Regions from separate parts of the Mus musculus genome. Here regions 2, 3 and 4 are each linked to region 1. The links are chromatin contacts, called in public Hi-C maps. All regions are on one chromosome and are shown on one strand. Each heading gives the region's core, a stretch centred on a gene start, on an enhancer-like site or on the middle of the called end of the contact. The rest is flanking DNA. Distances are from core to core; before and after follow the strand shown.

Evidence for each region. A called contact is a pair of places that touch in the nucleus more often than the background predicts.
Region 2: a contact with region 1 is called in a Hi-C map of the N1E-115 cell line, with 10 times the contacts expected there. The contact joins two enhancer-like sites. A contact is called at or near these places in 1 of 15 datasets of contacts at CTCF or cohesin (large pre-B cells) and 1 of 484 Hi-C or Micro-C datasets (the N1E-115 cell line).
Region 3: a Hi-C map of the N1E-115 cell line shows a contact between it and region 1, with 7 times the contacts expected there. The contact joins two enhancer-like sites. A contact is called at or near these places in 2 of 39 promoter capture datasets (liver and pre-B cells), 21 of 484 Hi-C or Micro-C datasets (the C3H10T1/2 cell line, the G1E-ER4 cell line, the HPC-7 cell line and 17 more) and 1 of 115 datasets of contacts at active chromatin or transcription factors (stem cell-derived neural progenitor cells).
Region 4: a Hi-C map of the N1E-115 cell line shows a contact between it and region 1, with 8 times the contacts expected there. The contact joins two enhancer-like sites.

Annotation. Positions count from the first base shown.
Region 1 is chr7:114,921,185-114,923,916 of GRCm38.p6, forward strand. No RefSeq gene overlaps it. Among named protein-coding and RNA genes, the nearest start is that of A730082K24Rik, 26 kb to the right of the region's middle. Within about 2 kb of position 1,252, at least 18 of the 459 cell types and tissues checked have an H3K27ac peak or open chromatin away from gene starts, as enhancers often do. A contact at or near this core is called in the N1E-115 cell line, where this site is marked.
Region 2 is chr7:115,273,426-115,276,373 of GRCm38.p6, forward strand. No RefSeq gene overlaps it. Among named protein-coding and RNA genes, the nearest start is that of Gm45999, 120 kb to the right of the region's middle. Within about 2 kb of position 1,591, at least 14 of the 459 cell types and tissues checked have an H3K27ac peak or open chromatin away from gene starts, as enhancers often do. A contact at or near this core is called in the N1E-115 cell line, where this site is marked.
Region 3 is chr7:115,191,733-115,194,807 of GRCm38.p6, forward strand. No RefSeq gene overlaps it. Among named protein-coding and RNA genes, the nearest start is that of Gm34282, 61 kb to the left of the region's middle. Within about 2 kb of position 1,674, at least 26 of the 459 cell types and tissues checked have an H3K27ac peak or open chromatin away from gene starts, as enhancers often do. A contact at or near this core is called in the N1E-115 cell line, where this site is marked.
Region 4 is chr7:115,311,557-115,314,715 of GRCm38.p6, forward strand. No RefSeq gene overlaps it. Among named protein-coding and RNA genes, the nearest start is that of Gm45999, 85 kb to the right of the region's middle. Within about 2 kb of position 1,740, at least 14 of the 459 cell types and tissues checked have an H3K27ac peak or open chromatin away from gene starts, as enhancers often do. A contact at or near this core is called in the N1E-115 cell line, where this site is marked.

The DNA of each region.
Region 1 (2,732 bases), core at 2-2,501:
CTAGGTCTCTTACTTATCCACACACTTTGGACTGGGTGATTTTTTTCTGGTATTTCACATACTATGATTCTATTATTCTATTCCTATGCATTAATCAAAATAAGCAAAGATCAGGAGCTAGTGAATTGTGGGCTGTTTGGAGCTTGGGAAGTAGGACTCTGTGAGGATGCAGGTGGAGAAGCAGTTGAGTAGGGACAAAGGTTGGAGTTGGGCTGTGGAGAGAGGCTGGAGATGTCAGAATGGCAGGACATACCGAGTTTCTCTGCACTTGAAGTGCCTCTCTGCTCCTGGCTCTCACCTGTGACACAAACAGAGTCCTTTGAAACCAATTACCACAGTTTTTTTTCACTCTTTCCTTGACTGTGTTTGGGCTCACATTGGGGCAGTCCTAGATTAGAAGAATGTGGACTGAAGAGTCTTTGCTCAAGCACATTGGCTGCTCTCCTCTATGTGCTGGCTGCCTTCCACTCTAGGCTAGGGCTTCATTTTTACCATTTGTACTTACATACAACTTGACAAAGAAGAGCCTCTAAGGTTATATATTTAAGGACTCTGGAAGACACAACACTCATTGACTCTTGAAGCCTAGAAGCTATTTAAAGTCATACCTTGGTGCCCCTCTGAATTCTTTCTAACATGGATCCTATCCATAACATTCACAGGAAGAATGAGTGAGTGAGTGAGTGAGTGAGTGAGTGACTGAATGACTGACTGACTGACTGAATTACTGAATGGATGAATGAATGAATGATTAGATTCAAAGATGTAGAGAAGACTAAGTCCAGGGTGGCCAGGTGACTGCCAGTCAGAGCTGGAGTTGTGTCTCAGAGTCACCCCTCTTAGTAGTAGTTATTTAAAATAGAGACAGTAATACATGCCCTGCAAAGCAGCAGGTGTGAGGATCAAAAGGAGACTGCAGATAAAGCTTCTAGAATGGTGCTGAGCACACAGTTTGCACCCAATATTTTTAGGCTCTGGCCTGGCCCAAAGTCTCCCAGAGTGTCAGTGACAATCCCCTGACCTTTGAGAAGGTTTACGACCATAGGCAGCCTGGTCTATCTAGGGCAACTCTGGACACAACCTCACTGCACAGAGAATGATGGATTGAATGACCCTGGACCCTTTCCAATCCCCTTTGGGTCTTGAAACCAAGGGTGTACTTCTGATCCTGACCATTGGGTGGCACCAGCCCATCATCTTAGGTAACTAGACAGTGGAAGGCTAGGCCCTCTTGGCTACCCAGCAGGGGAGTTGGAAAGGGGGCTGTGGGGCGGGATCAAGAGAGTGGGTGGGGGAAGGAGCAGCTTAGAGAGTCCAGGTGTTTGTGCCTCTGCTCGACTGTCTGGATGCTTTGTGTATGACTGAGGTGGGAGTGGGCTCTATAAACATGAGGTTCAGGAGGTGTGTGTGTGTGTGTGTGTGTGTGTGTGTGTGTGTGTGTGTGGTGTCTTTATTTCTCCCCTGTATATGTACAAGTAATCATTTGACCTAAATGAAATCATTTGCCCCAAGGATATTGATTTATGGCTGTGGGTAAAGTGAGTCGAGGGCACATGGGATTTTCAAGATGTTAAAGGTATTAAAATTTAATTGACCTCCTGATTTTATACATGGGACAAACTGAGGCCAGAATGGGATTCTAACTGGTCTGAGGACCCTGGTTCCCTGATCTTGTCTACCACAGTCTCTGCATTGAACAAGGAACTGGACCAACCAAACATGGTGAGTCACCTGGAGAAGAGAATCTGGACCAAAGTGGGACCCGGAACGCCTTGTTTAGCCTAAGCCACATGATCATCATGGCTTCTCTCCTTTGTATTTTATTCTTTCCATCTGGATTCTAGAGCTAGCTCACACTGGCGTTGCCATGCCTCAGAGGACAGCTGTCCTTGTTTCAGAGCCTATGATAGACAGGTGACAGCTGAAAACTGAAGTCTTGATTTCTGCTCTTTCTCCCCATGCCACTTTGTTGTTGTTACTGCTTCAGTTGTGTTCTCCTGGAAGGCATCAGTGTCTCCTCTGTGGCCAAGGCACCCAGCTCCTAGAGGGTGGGGGTGTAGCAGGCATTGTTTTCCCCTTTACTGAGTCCCTCCCAGGCACCTCTCTTCCTTTTAATAAAAACCACTAGGCATGCTTCAGATCTGCTGAAGGCAGCAAAGATCCATGCACAGAGCTGGCCTGCAGTTCATAAACATGACAAAGATCCTTTGCCACATTTCTTTGGTTGATTCTGTCCTAGGTACCAGGCTAGGTCATTAGAATAAAGTTCAGATTTCCTGGGCTTGTATGTAGGCTCCTCAGCTAAATTGTCCTATGACCTCCAATTAATGTCTTTAGTCTTTTTTTTTTTTTTTTTTTTTTAGTATAGAATACAGTTAGCTCATAATCAGCCACCAAACGCAGACGCTATTGCATACGTCAGCAAGATATTGCTGAAAGGACCCTGATATAGCTGTCTCTTGTGAGGCTAAGCCAGTGCCTGGCAAACACAGAAGTGGATGCTCACAGTCAGCTATTGGATGGAACACAGGACCCCCAGTGGAGAAGCTAGAGAAAGTACCCAAGGAGCTAAAGGAATCTGCAACCCTGTAGGTGGAACAACAATATGAACTAACCAGTACCCCCAGAGCTCATGTCTCTAGCTGCATATGTAGCAGAAGATAGCCTAGTTGGCCATCATTGAGAAGAGAGGCCCCTTGGTCTTACAAACTTTATATGCCCCAGTACAGGGG
Region 2 (2,948 bases), core at 341-2,840, 350 kb after region 1:
AAGCTAAAGTGCTCTGAGGCCAGGAAGAATCCTGCCTCCTTGACCTGTCCTTATGTCCTTTTTTTTTCTTATTATAATAACATCATACTGGAATAGTAAGTTATAAAGGAAAAGGTTTGCTTTGGTTTCTAAATCTGGAGGTGATAAACTGTTAGCAGAGTCCCAAGTTGTCACAGGACAGCACATGGCAAAAACTAGTGAGTACATACATATTTATCTACACACTCTCTCTACATGCCGCCACCACCACCCCCCCACACCCCCGTGAGAGTGTCTGTCTATCTGAATAGCTGAATATCTGACTGTCTGTCAGTCCCTCTAGTGTTTAATCTCTTTAACTTTAAAATCTGAAAACTAATTCTAACTGAAAACAGAAACAAATACAACATTATACAAGCCAACAAGCAATATCTTTAGCCCAGTTATTTCCATGGACTGCCATTGAAGTCCTTGGATGGTCATTACCAGAACATACAATGCCTCTGTAAAGAATATTTTTTTAAAAAGTCTCACCTCTAAGCAAATGTACTCTCTAGATTCATGGTTTAAAGATCAGGTAATGCTAGGTTTCAATGCTCACAGTTCCTGTCTACTGGAACTTTCTACAACATTCAGATGGCCCAACCATTTTACTCCATGCCTCTCTGAGTCATGTTGACACCAACCACCTCCAGTTCCTATCACTGGTCCTAATTGACATAGGGGCCTGGACTCTTTGGATTTTTGCCAATCACATAATTACTTACCCAGTGGCTGTCTTTCCAACTGGGTTATATATTGGAGAAGGATGTCATCTGTCCTCGATGAGAAGCAGAGTCAGGCACACAGAAGTCATCTGACAAATACTGATTCAATAGCCAGTTAAAAACAGTTGGCTCCTTCTTCTATACTTGAGATTGCCCCAAACCTGAAGTTGCTTTAGTCCATTGTTTGGACTTTCTGATTATCTTGACACTAACATGCTCCCTTCTCCCACCTGTTTCACCCAGGTCTGAGCTCCCCACCATCCCAGTTAGCACCTTTGGGCCTTAGTTTAGCTCATCAGTGGTGTTTGGAAATGTTTTGCCTCTTCAGTGTGCAAAACTGGCTAGCAGAGGAATGGAAACTCAGACTTTATGCTCTCAGGTATGTGGTATATGGTACTTTCCCCAAGGCAGAAAACAGCTGTTGGATTAGAACATTTGCCCCATTTCATTTGAAGAAGAAATGAGGACTCCTGGAGATGAAATCACAAATCTAACCAAAGTCCAATTGCATACTCAGAGGGACTGGGACTCAAACTTCAATTGCTCTGCCTCCCTGAAGCCACAGTCTTTCCACTATGACAGGTCTCTGTGTTCCATCGAATTAGACTTACATGCCAAGTCAGAGACCATCCAGGGTCCAGATATCTCAAGCATGAGTGAGCTGGGACTGTGGAGGCAGGAGAGGTCAGAGGCAAGAGTTAGATCCGCTGAGAACCCAGCACCAGGCACTTGGCTGAAAACCAAGCATCAGCCTAGCAAAGGAGAAAATGGCTTAGCTGGGGACAGCTGAAAGGATGTTTACCAGGACAACCCGGAGATTAAATTAAACCCTGTTCACTTGCAAGGCCCCTGAGCCTGCACTGCTGTTTACTGCTGGAACAGTGAAAAGCCAAATAGAAACTTGTTTTTCCTCTTTTCCTGGTAATAGCTTTTGGCATTCATCTCAGGACAAAGAGAAAAGGTTACTGACCTGGGCCAACTGCCATCTCACTCCATCTTCTAAATAAAAGACACATAACCCCCAAATGAGAGCAGCGGAAAGCTGAACTTCTTAACTTTTAAATCTCAGAGACTTCGGTGAGGTCACTGATAACTAGATGGATTATTTGAGTTCGGTGTGATCTTCAGAATTCTGTCCTGTTCTAAGGGACACGTCAAAGCAGCTGGAAAAGATGAAGAGGGCCAGTCATCTGTGAACAAAATCATCAAGCCTCATCTGGAAAAAAAAATAAGCAAACTAATGTGTGCAGAGCCCAAGAACATATTACCTGATGATTCTAGTCTTATTTTGATCTTTGAAATTTATAATTAAGACAGGCACTTTAAAAAGAATTAGAGAAAAATTATTACAGAGGCAGATTTTTAAACTTGCAGAGACAACGTTTCCCTCTGGCTTGTTGTCTTGTGCAAGTGCTTTGTGTTCGTTTGTATTTCTGTCTCATCTTTTCAAGCTTCTGGATATAACCAGCTCAGAATCACCCTAATGATTATCTGACTCTGAGTACTTCTGATGATATTATGTTAGGAACTTTGAAACTATGATCTCAGGATGGAGAGGTGGCTTAGTGATTTAGAGGACTTTTGCTCTTAGAAATGATCTGGGTTCAATTTTAGGTACTCATGGTGGCTCACAATCACCTATAACTACAGTTGCAGGCAATTCATTGCCTTCTTCTAACTTCTGAGGGCAGTAGGCATGCACTTAGTGTACCTATATATATGCAGGCAAATAGTTTGCACTATATTTTATATGTATAAAATAAATATAAACAAACAAGAAAGAAAATAATATAGGACCTAGCACCATAGGGAATTGTCTAATGTAGTTTAATTGTTCATTGACTGGGACATTCAAATTGCTTTTTATTAAGGCAATGGATAGCTATTATTAATGTAACTGTTTGCTAGTAAATTAATTATTGTTTAAATATAGCTCTTAAATCCAAAAACATTGAATTGCAAAAGGCCTTATTTTGTAGGGAACTCTTAAGTCATACAGCATGTTGATTAAATAAGAACTAAATATTTGATTCTAAGCATTAGCAGAGAATGTTAAAATCAGCTATCTCAAATTCTAGTTGATAACTGTCTCCTTTATGTTTGTGGTAAACATGCTCAATTGTAGGAAAATCTCTGTGCATAGTAGCGGCCATGTCTGCCTAGAGCAGCTAAGCTATCTTCCTATCAGCAACTTCCCTACAC
Region 3 (3,075 bases), core at 424-2,923, 270 kb after region 1:
ATCAAAAGCATTGGCAAGGCAAGAGGCCGGGCAGGATAGCTCTGTAGGTAAGAACGCTGTGCCACTGAGGTTGATGGCCTGAGTTTCCCAGTTTCTCCCACTGACCATCTCCAGTGGGCAGACTTATCCCAGGATTCCTTGCAGCCAGCATTCTTCTCCTGGGACAGTAGCATTTCGTAAATAGCTGATATTGTCACTAAGCATCACTATACTGCAGATGTCACTCATATCCTGAGTGAGTCTTTAGAACCACCTTCCTCTTGTCCCTGGCTTTCACTCTGCCCTCCACATTGACTCTCTAGACCCAACTTTTGGCTAATGGACCTATCCTGGAGGAATAGGCCTGTGTATCTATTACCATATCCAACCTAGACTCTCTTCTGGCTTCCAAGTCATTCTCATATTAGAGAATACAGCCCAGCTCCGTCACCACTTTCTCCTCTTCTCTCTTGTCCTGGTTTACCTTAGCCCTTGTGGTCTTTCTCCTCCCATCTTCTCCTTGAGCCTGGGTTCTAAAAAGACAGTGGGAGGCCCATACCCTGCCTCTTCCCAGCACATTGTGGGCTGGTGGAAAGGAGATTCAGCCAGCCCTTGGCTGCCTCGATTTGCCTCAATTACTGTCCATTTCTCTAGGCCATAAGTCACACTAGGGTCCTGCTGCAGTGTCTGTCTAAAGCAAGGAAATGGGACTGAAACTGAAACATGGCCAAACAGAAACTATTTTTGATCATGCTTTTGTTTTTTTGAGATACTCCATAACATGTCTGCTTGCAAAAAAAAAAAAAAAAAAAAAAAAATTAAAAGGGTGGAAGGGCTCCAGTGTCGGCCTGATAAGCATATCTGACAAGCCAGGGATCATGGGAATCCTGAGAGAATGGCACTGCAGGGTTATGGAGCCTCGGCTGTGCTCAGGGACAGACAAGTGCTATTGAAGGATGATACAGACCAGAGCTCAAAGCAGACATGGGCTTGTCTTGTTCTCAGAGGAAAGGCGGCTGGAAATGGGGCTGGAAGACAGGGTCAAGGCAGCAAGGCCCTCCTGGCCAGCAGCCCTCCCAATCTTGTCTCCACAGAATCTCCCTGGGAAAAAGACAGAACCCAGAACAATTCACGGGGCTGTCTTTAGAATTAATCGTGATTGATATTCATCCAAGAGAGTGAATGGATCCAGGAAGGGGAGAGAGATGTCTCATCAGAGGGCTGAGTGGGCTAGCTCCCAGATTTGCTTTCCATCCCATTAAAGCCTCATTAGAACTAGTCCTTTGGGAGATCTAAGACAGTCACATTGGAAGCACTTGAGAAAGCAGATATTTGGGCAAGGAAAAGGACTCCAGTGAACTGTCTTCTACTCTCTGGGAGAAACAGTGAAGACAGCAAATAGAATCACCAGAGCAGAGAGGAGTCTTGGAGGTCGTCAGAGTCAATGTCTCCATTTCAGAGAGGAGAGAGGAGCACAGAGAAGAAGGGGGTATGCTCAATGTGGCAGGGGTTGGGTAGGGGAAGCTGGACCATCCTTTGCTCTCCCGATGTTCAACCCCTTGCATTTTCCTTACATCCAGCTTTGAAGGACAGACCAGACGTTGGCTAAGATGCCCATTTCCCTTTGCTGGCCTATGGAGCCAGGCTTCTAAATGCAGCTCTCAGGGAAGACTCTAGCAGGGGTGTCATTGCTACTGCCAGTGCTGAGCTGGCAGAGGAGGGTGGAGAGAAGTGCTTAGAAATCCTGAGCACTGAAAGGTGGCCTGTAATTGTAAAATTCCATTTCCTTTCAATTAGCAGCTGATTGCCTTTGATGAGCTGCGACATTGTTTCCTCCGTGTAGATTAGGAGTCAGAGCAGTCAATGAGCTGTGAAATTCTCTCGCTGCTGAAACAATAGACAGTGATTAAGGCACAGCTAATCCGATCATTACAGCCAGAGCCCACTGATCATTAGCTGCTAACCAGATCCCAGAGAGCCGCTCTAGTCCGGCCAAGGCAGAGGCAGGCACCAGGTCAAGGCTACCAACATGCTGCCACTCCCTCCTCCCATGCACAGGAGGGGCTGGGCACAAAACAGGATGCTATGGCGGATACAGAGAAGAAGCCTACTAAGGCAGCCGAATTCCAAAGGCAGATGTTCCAGAACTGGGCTGGAATCCTGCCTAAATCAAACCCAGGCTGAGGTTTAACCTCTGAGCTGTGATAAATTATTCGTACCAAATCCTTAATAATACCTTCCATGTGCAGTTGTTCAGAGGATTAATATCACAGCCTAGGTAAGACCCTTGGCATGACGCTCCGAGTTGGTGATAGCGCTAACTAACATTTTCAAGTGTTTGCTACGTGCCTAGCACTGTTCTCGGGGCTTTATATGGATTAACTTGTCTAATCTTTGTAACAGTGCTGACAAAACACATGCTATTATTATCTCCCTTGTTCCAAGAGGAAACAGTTCAGTACCTCATTTGAGATCATTTAGCCAAGGGTGGCAGAGCTGGGATTTGAACTAGGCTCGCCAACACAGAGACCCTGTGATGAAACACACACACACACACACACACACAGAGAGAGAGAGAGAGAGAGAGAGAGAGAGAGAGAGAGAGAGAGAGAGAGAGACATTACTTGTCTTTGTTTGGGCCTGGAGACTGAAAGCTTTCCTGTGCAGGAGACCTAGGCAGAGACAAGGACTAGCATTCAAGGAGCCATGTCCAAGCCATGGAAATTGACTAAGCAGGTGAAGAGCAGGCTTCAGAAACGTACGGTTGTAAAGCTGAGGTGGTAGCCTGGGACCTTACTGGAGAGATGCCATAGGTTCTGTTGAACATGGACCTGTCTGTCCAGGGTCTGCATTCTCCTGGACAGTGCTGTCTCATCCAGTGTAGAAGCTAGGGCCCGATGAGGACAACTGCAGGTGCACTATCAGAGGAAAGGGAGGAGGGAAAACAGAAGTGCTAGAGCCCTATGTGTTAGTGTTTGGAACTCTGCCCTTCCCTTATTGGAGTGGCCGTCTAAATCATCCCATGAAGCAGGGCTTAATGAAAGGGGGAAAGTGTCTGCATTCCTAGGGTGTATAGGTTGGCTATACCTCCCATGC
Region 4 (3,159 bases), core at 490-2,989, 390 kb after region 1:
GATCTTCCCAAGGCTAGTGAGTAAAGGGAACTGATGGGCTCCCCCTCCCACTTGGATACACAGTCTGGGGGGTCAAATCTAAACCCAAGGCCTTCTCTCCCACCACCCACAGCCAGGCTCTATTGGATCAGTCAAGGGTTTGCCTATTTCCTAGACAAGTTCCCTTTCTTAGTCATTTGATGTACACAATTCAGTGTCTGTATGATACCAATGTCAGTAATCAATATCCATTCCACACGTCTGCGCGCACACACACACACACACACACACACACAGAGAGAGAGAGAGAGAGAGAGAGAGAGAGAGAGAGAGAGAGAGAGAGAGAGAGAGAGTGTGATGGTAGAATACAGACATAGAGATACACTTATTTATATACACAAATATACACATACAGGCACAGACATGGAGATATACTTATTCACATACTCAGATATACACAGAGAAATAGACACATAGATACACTTATATATACACAGACACACAAATACACACCTAGAAACAGACAGACAGACAGTCACAGAAACACATATACAGGCAGATAGACACACACACACATACAAACACAGACAAAACAGACACCCTACCACATACATACACACAACACACCACTGCTAATGACCATTGGTTTAATGACCCCCACTCCCCCGGTCTATGTGAGCTATATTCATGATTCTTTCTAGTAATAAATAAGCTTCACAAATTGAAAACTGAAAACTTACAGATTTCACCCTGCTTTTCCTTCTGTCACTTATCTTATGCCGCATGAATTGAATATTAGTTTCCTGTTTCGCTGAAATGTCGGATCACTGGGGTAGCTTGAGCAGACTCAATTTCACTTTCAGTAATAGAGTGAGATTATTCAAAATTATTTCCAGTGGGCTGCCCCGGCCTATTCCTTCTGTTAGGAGAATAGAAGTAAACAGGTCCCCACCCTCCTCCTGGGCTGACATCCTGACCTGGTACCCCTCTGCCTAGCTCCTTAATCACAGGAGCATTTTGGCTTTAGCTACGCTCAATTAATTCATCCAGGAAAGTGTCCAGTCAGAGGGAGTTGATTTGAAGTGAGATAAACTGGGCATCTGCTCGAAGATCCCAGACACACTCGTCTTTCTCATCCTGAGAACTTGAAGTGCTCTCTCCACATTTAAAGCCAGCACTTTCCAGTGAGCTGTCTGTCTCTTCCCCCTTGAGAATTTAAGCAGCAGTGTTGACAGAAGCGATAAATGGTGAGCTTCTCCGGAAATGTAAAAGGGCACCAAGAGGTTCCCCAGGAACCTGAGGTTCCCAGCAGACCCCAAGTCTGACCTGACCAGGTGGAGAGCACCAGGACATCTGAGTGGAGCAGAATTAGCTTCCCATACTGGGCACATGCAGCTGGTTCCTCTCTTCTTGTTGGCAAAAAGAGCTGAGCCAGCACTTAACAAAATGGGATGTCAACTTTTTTCCCCTCAAATTTGATAAGCAAAGGAAGATTATCGCTCTTCCTCTAGACTCCATTTGGAACAATGTTTCTTTCAAGGCATCCAAATTGGCAAAGGAGCCCAGACCCTGCAGACAGCCTTGAAGCCTGTGGGGAGAAAAGAATGTATTGTCACCAACCCAAGCTGGCAGTTTTGGGTGCTGTGGTATTCCCATGGGGCAAGAAGAATCTATTCTGTGAGCCTTCCCCAGGCCAGTTCAGCAGTGCTCAGAAGAAGACAGGGAAGTTTCTATCCAGTGGATAGGAGGACCTGAGCCACTGTTGGCCTCAGGTCACCCCAGAATACTGTTTCCACAGTACCAAGAGTACTACATGGCACAAGCATGCTGGGAAACCAAGGACCAATGGCAGCATTGAAAACAGGCTTTCTGTCCAGGGACAGCTAGGGTTTCCACCCTGCTGCCACCCCTCACATTTTCCAATGATGTCACCTCAAGTAAATAATTGGTGAAAAAGAGACTTAAAGGGGAAGAGAGGGCTTGCATGGATGGACAGTGGGATGGAGGGAGAAACAAACAAAAGTCGGAGCTACCCCACTGTGACCTGGGAGATCTTACAGTCCCTTGGCAGGCAAGCAGGGCTGTGGGCCAGCCTTCTGCTGCATGATGCAGCTTCCTCTCCTGATCCCTAGAGACCTTGTGAGCATGGCATGCTTCTCCGACAGAGAGGAGACCGATGGCTTACCCTCTCTCCCGTCCAAAGAGGCAGAGTGGTAAACTGAGGCTGGTACCCAACCCTCTCTTCACTGTGCTGTGTGATACTGAAGGATCTATAATCCTTCTCTGGGTTTTGGCTACCAGGAAATAGAGCTTGGCTATAAAGATTGGTGTCTGTGATTAAATAATAAGCTGATCTGTGGGCACATCACCATCAGCCTGATCGGAAGGTCTCAGCAGGTAGCTCACAGCAGTTGAAATTTGTGATATAATGATTCTGTGTTTCCTGGGAACCAGGCATTGTGCCAGGTACTCTGCTTAGAATAATTTTATTTGACTTGTATATCAGCAAATGATTAGCAACATGCTCTCTACATAATCATTTGGCCAAACACTAGGACAAAACAGTTAGATAGAGAGCTATCCCTGTCACCCCAACACTTCCACTTTAGCCGACTCACTTGTACCTGGTGACACCATCATGAAGTGATAATATCATACCAGAGGAGATAGCAGCTCAGAGAGATGGAGTAACTCACTCAGGATCACAAAGCATTTGGAGCAGAATTAAGAAGAGAGCCTTGGTTTTCTGGCCCTCAATTTATGATTCTGCTCATTCAACTTTTGAGTTTCCTGCACCAATCAGATGAGATCTTAAAACTCTCTTGGCATGAGAAGTTCTTGAGAAGAAGGAAAGGGGAGAGGGCAGTGAAGGAGGGATGAAGATGAATAGTGGACAGTGGACAGGAGAGAGACAGAGCAGAGAGAGACAGAGAGACAGAGAGAGGAGGAGAGGAGAGGAGAGGAGAGGAGAGGAGAGGAGAGGAGAGGAGAGGAGAGGAGAGGAGAGGAGAGGAGAGGAGAGGAGAGGAGAGGAGAGGAGAGGAGAGGAGAGGAGAGGAGAGAGCTTCTAAGCCCTCAGCTAGTACTCCCAGGGAAGCCAAAGCTATGACCTGACCAAATTCTAATTTGCTAAATCCAAATATTTCTTATACCAACCAGAAAAGAAATGCTGAAGGGGCC